Regions from separate parts of the Sus scrofa genome. Here region 1 is linked to region 2. Evidence: chromatin contacts called from public HiChIP or PLAC-seq data. All regions are on one chromosome and are shown on one strand. The core of a region is the stretch at or near the end of the contact, and the rest is flanking DNA. Distances in the headings are between cores, read along the strand shown. Region 1 overlaps PACRG (parkin coregulated gene protein). Region 2 overlaps LOC106506356 (a long non-coding RNA gene).

Region 1 (4,947 bases), core at 2,288-4,787, 150 kb before region 2:
TTTTTTTTCATTCTACGTGCCTTGAAATTTAATGTCTATTCACATATTCAAAACTTTAAAGCACTGTCTGAAATAAGTTTTCCAAATGACTAGTTCACTTTCTCCCTCGCATGTAAACAAAGGGGGGAAGGGATTATTAGCTCTGAGAAAGGTGACTCTTCATTTGGTGTTTTTTTTAATTAAAATATTAAATCTCACCACACTAAAACTGCTAAATTTTATATCTCAACTTAAAAGTGTTTGCAAAACACTTTTGAAACAGTTTCTTCTGCTTCCTGGAGCACTCAGATTGCATCTCACAGTTTGCTTGTCAGAATCATCATTTTATGGCCTAGCAAGGAATTGTCAGTGGGCTTTTCCCCAGATTTTAGGCTTGAGTTACCAGAGCCTCAGCACCATGACCTTATTAACAGCCAAATGCCATCATTTTTCCTTTTAATCAATTTCACAACTTTCTGTATCATGGATGTGCAGTATTATGTTAGTGTCAGGTGTACCACATAGCGATTTGACATTTGCACGCATTACGAAATTATCATTCTCATCAGGAGAATCTAGCGAACATCTTCCTCATGTGACGTTATAATAATATTATTGACCGTATTCCTTATGCTGTACATTACATCCCCATGGCTTATTTATATTGTAACTGAAGGTTTTTACCTCTTAGTCTTCTTCACCTCTTTCACACACACACCCAGTCCCCTTCTCTCTGGCAGTCATTCATTTGTTCTCTGTATCTGAGTCTGTTTTCATTTTGGTTTTGTGTTCACTTTGTTTTTAGATTTCTTGTATACATGAGATCATATGGTGTTTGTCCTTCTCTGTCTGACTTAGTGCAATACCCTCTAGATCCATCCATGCCAAGATTTCATTTTTTCTTATGTCTGAGTAATATTCCACTATCTATGTGTCCACACCACATCTTCTTTATGTACAGAACCACTGATGGACACATAGGTGGCTTCTGTATCTTAGCTGTTGTATATACTGCTGCAAGGGACATCTTTTCAAGTTAATATTTTTGTTTTCTTTGGTTAAATACCCAGAGGCAAAATTGCTGGGGTATATGCCAATTCTATTTTTTAATTTTTTTGTGGAACCTCCATACTGTTTTCCATAGTGGATATACCAATTTGCATTCCTACCACAGTGCATCAAGGCTCCATTTTCTCCCTTCATCAGTAGTTTTTGTTGTCTTTATTTTTTTGTGTGTCTTTTTTTTTTCCGGCTGTCCCACAGCATATGGAGCTGCAACAATGCTGGATCCTTAACCCACTGTGCCGGGCTGGGGATTGAACCTGGGTCCCAGTGCCCCCAAGACACTGCAGGTCCAATTGCACCACGGTGGGAGCTCTGGATGTCTTTTTCATGATAGCCATTCTGACAGGGGTAAGGCAATATCTGTTTGTGTTTTTTACTTGCTTTTCCCTGATGTTTGAACATTTTTTCATGGGTCTGTTGACCACCTGAATGAACTCTTCTCTTCTCCACCGTCTTAGCCACACAACCCCTTCATGACTTTTTTTCCTGCTCCCATGGCATGTGGATGTTCCCTGGCCAGGGATTGAACCTGTAGCACAGCAGGGACCCAAGCCACTGCAGTAACAACATCAGACCCCTAACCCACTGTGCAACAGAAGAACTCCATGACTTTTTAAAAATAGTGATCCCACAGCTGTCAAATGCTGTTAGGAGAGACCTTAAATAGTTCTCAGAGAAGCCATCTATGAAGAAATTAGAACCAGAAGAATTTTTCTTAGGAAAGAAAGAAGTGCTGACTTTCATAAGGACCAACAGACTCCATAATTCTTCTCCTTTCTATTTCACTGAGGCTCTAAACCCTCTCCAGGGGAGATTAAAGGAATGTTTTCAATTTCAGGTCCAAAGATTCTCACTAAGCTCCCAGAATTTAAAACCCAAGTCACTCCCAGCGCCCTAGTGAAACTATTCAATAGCTTGCTACTTGGCATTAAAATTTTTTTTAAAATGGCAAATTTAGTATTAATATTGTTGACATCCTCTCTAGGGACATCAGAAAGGACCCCTTGGAGTTCCCGTCGTGGCGCAGTGGTTAACGAATCCGACTAGGAACCATGAGGTTGCGGGTTCAGTCCCTGCCCTTGCTCAGTGGGTTAACGATCCGGCGTTGCCGTGAGCTGTGGTGTATGTAGGTCGCCGACGGGGCTCGGATCCCGCGTTGCTGTGGCTCTGGCGTAGGCTGGTGGCTACAGCTCCGATTCGACCCCTAGTGTGGGAACCTCCATATGCCGTGGGAGCGGCCCAAGAAATAACCAAAAAAAAGACAAAAAAAAAAAAAGAGGACCCCTTAAACCCTGTTTACTTCCAAGTGGCATCTTCAGGAGTCGGTTGTGCTCCCCAGTGAAAGCTCTTTGCAAAGGAGAATTCATGTCCATATATAATACTTGTGTTATATCTTTTAAAGAACCTGGCAAATATGAATCTTCTTTACTATACAACACGACTTTAAGATCAAGCATGCAATAACCAGTTTTTAATTTCTCCATGGCAACACAAATAATTATATTCTTTACATTATGAAATTCATACCAGCTATCCAATTTATCAGACACAAATATTCATGGAGAACTTAAGAGAGTCTACCTGTCTGCTATTGTTGTGGGGAATAACAAAGGCATAGTCACCTTAATAACCCTTAAAACATGGTTGGACATACAAGGAAAGAACACAGGATGGAATATAACTGAATGCAAAGTTGCCACGAGTACAGTAAGATTTAAGGGAGAAAAAAAAAAAAAAACCAAAATGTTATCTTATCCTTAGATTGTCAGCAAAAGCTTTCTGGAGGACCTCAGCTTTGAGTTAGGCTCTGGCTGGTGGTATTTGGAGAGAGGAGGAAATAGGCAGAATATCCCTTTGTCAGGAAAAGTAATCCCTGAGAGAGGACTGGAAAGTAGTGGTGAATGTGGTAGGAAGACGGAGGAGGGGGAGTGGAGGTGGATGTTCTGTAAGGTGCAGACACAGCTGAGGAGACGCAGGCAAGGACGCGTCCCTCCCAAAACCCACCCAAAGGAGCCCCCAGACAGGCCCGCGATGGCTGTTCTCACAGCTGCGGCAGAGTGAGTGGCGTGGGCTTGAGGATGTCAGCAACAGGAGCAAACCAGCAGCCCGTGACATGGGACTTCTTCCTCCTGCCCATGGCTCTATCCCGACTCCACACGTGCTTCTTGCTGCTCTTTCCATCTCTTTCCTTCAGTGACCAGCTTCTGTCCCATTAACCCCTCACGGCCACGTCAGTGACTGTAGTCTGCGTCATTTTATTAACACAGTCAAGGCTTCCTGACCACACCCTCCATAAAGCAGAGGGCAGTCTGCACTTGTACAGAATACAGGAGAGTCATGCTGCTGTTAGGACTACATTTTTGCATGCTTTGTACCCCTGCGCTGATGACATCATTCTTTGCAGATTTATTAGCTACTTTGCAGGTCATGACAACTATAGTCCAGTTCATCTTAATCTGTTCAACTGTAAAAACGTGACTTCAGAACATTTGTCTGTAAGAGGCTAGTAAGCCTTGAATCACTTCATCCTTTCCACAGGACCAGCATTCAACTCTGTGACTCAACCATGCTCCTCTATAATTTTTTTTTTAACTTCTGCATCCTCTTCCCTGCTTGAAATTACCCACACCTACTTCTTCTGTGCTCCCTAGATCAATATAAGGATTGGGTGGTGACAGAAGTGAGCAAAGAGGAGAGAAGGAATTGACATAGCCCTACTTATTCAAGCCCTTAGGAGGACTTGGGAGAAATTTGTCTGTGCAGTGGGACAAATGTCATGAGCTCTCTGCCCTTGGCACAGTTCATGCTCAGAGGTACCGGCAGCAAAGAGGGGGTGAGATGACCCCCTAACTCTCCTCTGGCACGTTGCCCTGTCCCCCACCCCCATGCTCTTGGCAGATAGTGTTCATCAGTCATATCCCCTTGCCATGAGCTGGGACCATTTTAGAATCATTTGGCAGTTGTCAAAGTTGGCCACAGGATGAAACCCATTTGCCCTCTCTGAGCTAGGAGCTCATACATGCAAGAGCCTCCCTAGACCACTGGCTACACGACTGACCACAGGCCAGCCCAAGAATGCTGAGCATCCCATTACTACCTGAGGGCTAGTGCTCACGCCACTCAGTTAGTGTTGGCTCTAAGTTGGTATCACACAAGCCGCACAGGCAGACATTCCCTCTGTAGTAGGTCAAGAAACAGACCGATAACTATTTGGAACAAATACAGTTAAGTTTTCTACCATGTAGACTTTTTGAAATGGGCCACTTACTTGCCCGGGCTCATCATGCCAGCCCTGCTGTCACAGCAACCTCTATGATTTGAGGTGGCTTTCTACAAGCATCACCAACCCATGACAAGGGCACAGCCCAACGTTAGTGACTAAGCATAAGCAAACATGGTTATATTCATTTCAAGAAAACTTATGTAAGGGGGGAAGCTGAGATGCCTGTTTTCATAATAGAAGAATGTCCCCTTCCCAGGTGTGAGGTCCGCTGGGGCTGTGGCTCCAGGGCTCCTTCAAGGTCCTGACAAGGGCTCCAAGCCCACATCTGGGTGTTCTTCTGAGGTGGTAGCTCTTGGCCCAAGCCTGTGGGTACAGAGAGAAGCCCACCCCTTGTCCACCTGGGCAGTGAGAAGGGAAGGGAAAGAGGAGCAAAGGACAGAGGAGCAAAGGAAGCGGATGGAAGAAAGGAAGAAAACCAGGAAAGAACTAGGCGGGTAAGATGAGGGAATGAGCAGCAGAGGAACGAGGAGGACAGAAGGAAGGAGGCTCTGTGTCCCACGCACCGTTACTGGAAGCAGTATGTCTCCTAAAGGTACAGTAAGGAAAGTGAGTCATTTCCGTAGACCAGAGAGACAAGGAGCCCTGGTCAGGAGAAGCTGGCAGAAAGAAGAGGCCAACGA
Region 2 (4,663 bases), core at 1,745-4,244:
CTCGGCATATGGAGGTTCCCAGGCTAGGGGTCTAATCAGAGCTGTAGCTGCCGGCCCACACCACAGCCACAGCAACATAGGACCTGAGCCGTGTCTGAGACCTACACCACAGCTCATGGCAACGCCGGATCCTTAACCCCCTGAGTGAGGCCAGGGATCAAACTCACAACCTCATGGTTCCTCATTGGGTTCATTAACCACTGCGCCACGATGGGAACTCCAGGGCTCTTTTCATGGGGCAATTGACATCCTCAAATAGCTTCATCCTCTGTTGTCAATAATCTCACCGAACAGAGAGACCCTGCTTTTCTGGGAGTTTCAAAGAGAGTGGTAGCAATGACTGATGAGCCTGCCTTGGGTCAGGTGGCTCTGTGGGAAGGGCGGGGAGTCCTGTGTGTGCCAGCCACGGTGGCAGAGGTATTACTCCACACCCAAATCACACTGCGGTTCCCACCAAACGAGAGAGGTTCCTTATGGAAAGGAGGAGGAAGAAGGGAAAATATGCTGCATAGACAACTCTAGCTGCAACAGTTTACCACGAATCAATCCTTTATTGAGCTCAATGTATACGAGCTGTGCTGGCAAAAGTTAGCTCGCCAAATGCATATTAATTAAAGACAACCACAGCATTTCTTATTGAGGTAACAGAACGGTGCAGCTGAAGAGATCTGCAAGGTGGCCCCTTCTCCGGCCGTGTTTTCAGGATGCTCATTTTCAACAAGCCTTCATCCAGGAGGCCCCTCTGGGACAGGTGACAGTGGAGGGCATTGCCTCAGCTCATATTTTGTCACGGGAACTCAGTCACGTGGCCGTGACTAACTTCAAGAGAGGTGGGAAGTGTCGATTAGCTGCGTGCTCAGGAAGAAGAGAAATACCTTGACAAACTGCTGTTGATCTTTGCTTCATCAGATGCCAGGATCCTGCAAGTGGACTGCAAACCAGAGGCACCTGTTGGGGCCTAACAATAGCAATTACTGAGCTGTGACTCTGTTGCCAGGCCTCTGCGTATCTGAACTCACACAGGCCCACTCCTCAACTGAGAGTTGGGACAAGGAGCCTCTTTGGAAGATGAAGAAGCAGAGGCACGGAGTGGGGACTTAACGGCCCAAGGCTGCAGAACTAGAAACTGTTGGAGCCAGGATTTGATACAAACCTGGTGAACAACCCAGGGGTGTTGGGGAGACTAAGTGGGGTCACGCTTGTAAAGGTCTAAGTCGTGGGGAACACAAAGGAAATAATCAGTGGAAGTTATGAGGCCCCAGAAAGCTCTTTCCTACCAAGTCCCAGGACCACTGTGGGGGCCGGGACCCATGACGGACAGCATTTGTGAGTCTTGTGAGGTCATCTAATTTAATCAGATTCCAGTAACAAATGACAGGTCCAAGGGCCCTTTTATTTACTTATTTTTCCTTCTCTGAAATAGTTTCCTATGGTTAACATCACACAGAAACCAGCACCTTTTCCTCAGCAATGTAAATCTTGCCAACAATTTTAATAACAGCCCAGAATCTTAAAGCTCTCCTGAGCCACCTCCAACCAACCTGAACCTGAGGGTATATGGGAAGACCAGAGCCACGTGAGCGCTCTGGGGTTGAGAGGTAGATGAGCCGGAGGCCGGGCTAGCGGCAAGGAGGGGCATTTCTGTGTTTAGAACTTGAACAATAAAACTGCTATTAAGCTCACTTCCTAGCAAGTTTGCCTTCTGGAAATTGTTTCCTTGTACTCTTTTTTTTTTTTTTTTTCCTCGTGCACTTCCCTTTGCTGCTTTTATAGAATGACATTGGTTTTTGTTCTGTTTTGGTTTTGTTTTGGCTGTGCCCGGGACATGTGAGAGTTCCTAGGCTAGGGATCAAACCCGGGCCATAGCAGCGACCCGAGCTGCTGCAGTGACAACACTGGATCCTTAACCCCCAAGGGAACTCCTAGAATGATATCGTTAATGAATGCTGTACAAGCAAAGTTGAGGCCACTGAACACAGTATCAAATGAAAGATAAATGACAAGGAAAAATCTTACGAATTTTTTTTTAAAGCTATATTTGCTGGCAAGCCTGCAAAATCTCCCATCCAGAAAGTGCAATGACAGACATTAAGAACAAAGTTATGGGACATACACATTGTGCTGCTAGTAGTGCACAGTACGTTATAAAAATAAATAAAAAGCTCCATCAGTCACAGCAGCAAGCTTCAAGTAGCCCACACTCATGGCACCTCCGGGACAGGAGAGGCTGTTGGGCTGGGAGAAGGCAGAGGCAAAGAGGCAAGCTACTGAACTTGAAACTGGGTGGGGGAGGGGAAGGCCAGAGGGAAGGCCCAGCCCTGAGCTCAGATTTGGGCCCTTTGCACCCAGTTCAATGATATGGCCAAGATTTTGCCTTGGGCAGATCTGGCCGAAAATATGCGACAAGTTTTTTGCAAATGGTCTGAAGCATTACCTTTGCTTAGTGCATAATTGTTGTCCACAAGTTACAATAAGCCAGTTTTATAGAAACAGATAACTGGAGGAAAATTCTTATCAAGCCCTTAGAACGTCAGGGATCCACTTATAGTTCAGACTGAATCACACCCCTTAGGAATCTATTGATAACTCTGGCCCTCTTGGTAACCAGAAAACATATGATGCAAATGTAAATTTTGTTCAGCATTAGTATTATAACGGGTATGTGATTCACTGTGAAGCCAGACTCATAATTATGAAACTGTTTATTTGAAGATTCTTTTCTCCTTTCAGCTACCTTGATTAAATTGTGTGTCCTGGCCTTCATGCTGAAAACCATCTGGATACCTTGAAAACCTCTAAGAGAAAGTGTTGGCTCCACCGGTAAATTTTTCCGAGCCTCGATGCAGGGCCTGGGGCTGGGACTGGATCTGACCCTGGTCTCAGATCTAGTCTTGCTGAAGCTGAGGCTGCTGGCTCCCTCGGAGACACCAAGGCCACTTCAGGGAGGGCCCTGGGAACCCAGAGCTGTCACTGTCTTCCAGTTGCTTCATGCACGACCTAGTGGAACTGACATGCAGCAGCCACTTGTGAGTGTGAAGGCAGTCGGCTCCTCCCACCCCACTTGGCGATTTCAAGTTCCCCAAAACACGAGCTATTTTTTCCCATGGTATCTGATGTTAAAAACAGGGTGGCGGTGTTCACTGCTTTTCTTACCAGTGTCTGCTGAGACATAAGAAAGCCTGGTTTGGCTCAGCAGGCAGGGGGCGGATGCCCCTGCTCCTTCACTCGGCTATGCTTGCAGGCCGGAGCCCCGGGGCCAGGGATGGGAGAAAGCCCATCCGTTGCTCAGACCTCACATTTTAAACCCTGGGTCCACTCACAACGGTTAGTGTTAGAAGGTCTGGATGGAGTGGATGGGGTCGTGGGAGCTCCCGCAGGTCTGGAAGGCAGAGCCTGTCCACCTGAGTCACGGCCCCTCCACCAGGTGGCATCTTCCCAGGTCCCTCCACTCGCTGCCAGCTCAGGGGTTTACAGGACAGGGACGAGAGGCAGGCAGTCTCGCCTTTTCCACCTTTACCCCGCAGCCCCAGAACTGTTTCTATCATCTAGCAGCTGAAAACTGGGTCTTGGAGAGCACGAAGGCCCCGCGCCAGCTTCGGATCAGCCATTGTTGCTGCTGACACACAGCCAGCCTGGGATCAAGGCTCCTTTTCATCGAGTTATTTGTCCTTTTACTTCCTAGTGTCAGCAGTCCTGAGAACAGGAAAGGCTTTTGTGCAATAGGAAGTGGCAGGAAACTGATGACTAACTAGTTTGAGCTCTGTAGATGCAATTTCAACGTAAATAGAGATATTTACACACATTCCAAGACACGTGTGCACTGATAAATAAGCACTAGAACCAAGCCTTACTCTTTTCAGTTTTTAAAATCATGCTGTTTCCTGAGCGCTTCCGGTGGTCCAGGGATTTTGCTGAGCACTTCACATGCATTTACTCACATCATCCTGACAGCAGCCTTAGGTTGCATGGTCCCATTTTACAGGTGCACAGTGAGAGTCAGAGGTAATTTAAAGGATCCCAGGACTTCCGTGGCAGCCGGTCTAGACCCCTGTGCTCAGCTGCCTCCTCCAGGGACCAGCAAACTCTTCAGGGTGAATGAATGTTTTAGGACCTGTTTCATCGCGTGGGGTTTAAAGATACGTCATCGACATCGTCTGTGAGAAAAGCATGTCTATGGTTTGGCAGGTGGTTATGTAGGGCCACGTATCATAATTTCATATTTTCACAGTTCACAAGGAAGTAGTTCTCAGACATCCGTGGTCTGAGCCTAGAGGTGAACGACCTCCTTCCCCCACCAGGCTCATGGCTAATGGCCCTGCCAGCAAGATGGCCAGCCCCTCCCGTCCTGCTTGGTGTCTGCTCCATGTTCCAGACAAGTGACAGGGCCTGGCTGATGAAGTGAAAGTGTGCCTTTGTGCAGTCAGGCACCGGACCAGCTGAAATGCTGAAACCTGGTCAGCTGAGGGAGAGGAGCAAGTCAAGTCGGCTACCGGTCCCTAGGGGTCCAGGAACCTGGCACAGAGAACGCCTGCTGTCTCGGCCCATCAGCCGCTGGGCCAGAGAGGAAGCCGGTCCTGGAGGGGAGGGAGCGGGATTATTGCTGACACGGCAGCTGGTGGGATTGCTCACAAGACTGCCCAAGAGTTCTGTGAACCCAATCTTT

The links. HiChIP or PLAC-seq counts read pairs in DNA pulled down with a chosen protein or histone mark.
Region 1: a contact with region 2 is called in an H3K27ac HiChIP or PLAC-seq map of alveolar macrophages. The contact joins two enhancer-like sites. A contact is called at or near these places in 1 of 47 Hi-C or Micro-C datasets (liver) and 1 of 2 datasets of contacts at active chromatin or transcription factors (alveolar macrophages).

The regions. Positions count from the first base shown.
Region 1 is chr1:5,047,336-5,052,282 of Sscrofa11.1, reverse strand. All of the region lies in intron 4 of PACRG (parkin coregulated gene protein), which reads left to right. Among named protein-coding and RNA genes, the nearest start is that of QKI, 170 kb to the right of the region's middle. Within about 2 kb of position 3,537, at least 2 of the 83 cell types and tissues checked have an H3K27ac peak or open chromatin away from gene starts, as enhancers often do. A contact at or near this core is called in alveolar macrophages, where this site is marked.
Region 2 is chr1:4,892,187-4,896,849 of Sscrofa11.1, reverse strand. LOC106506356 (a long non-coding RNA gene) reads right to left here. Exons shown (of 2, transcript XR_001301609.2): 2 at 532-4,663. Among named protein-coding and RNA genes, the nearest start is that of QKI, 11 kb to the right of the region's middle. Within about 2 kb of position 2,994, at least 36 of the 83 cell types and tissues checked have an H3K27ac peak or open chromatin away from gene starts, as enhancers often do. A contact at or near this core is called in alveolar macrophages, where this site is marked.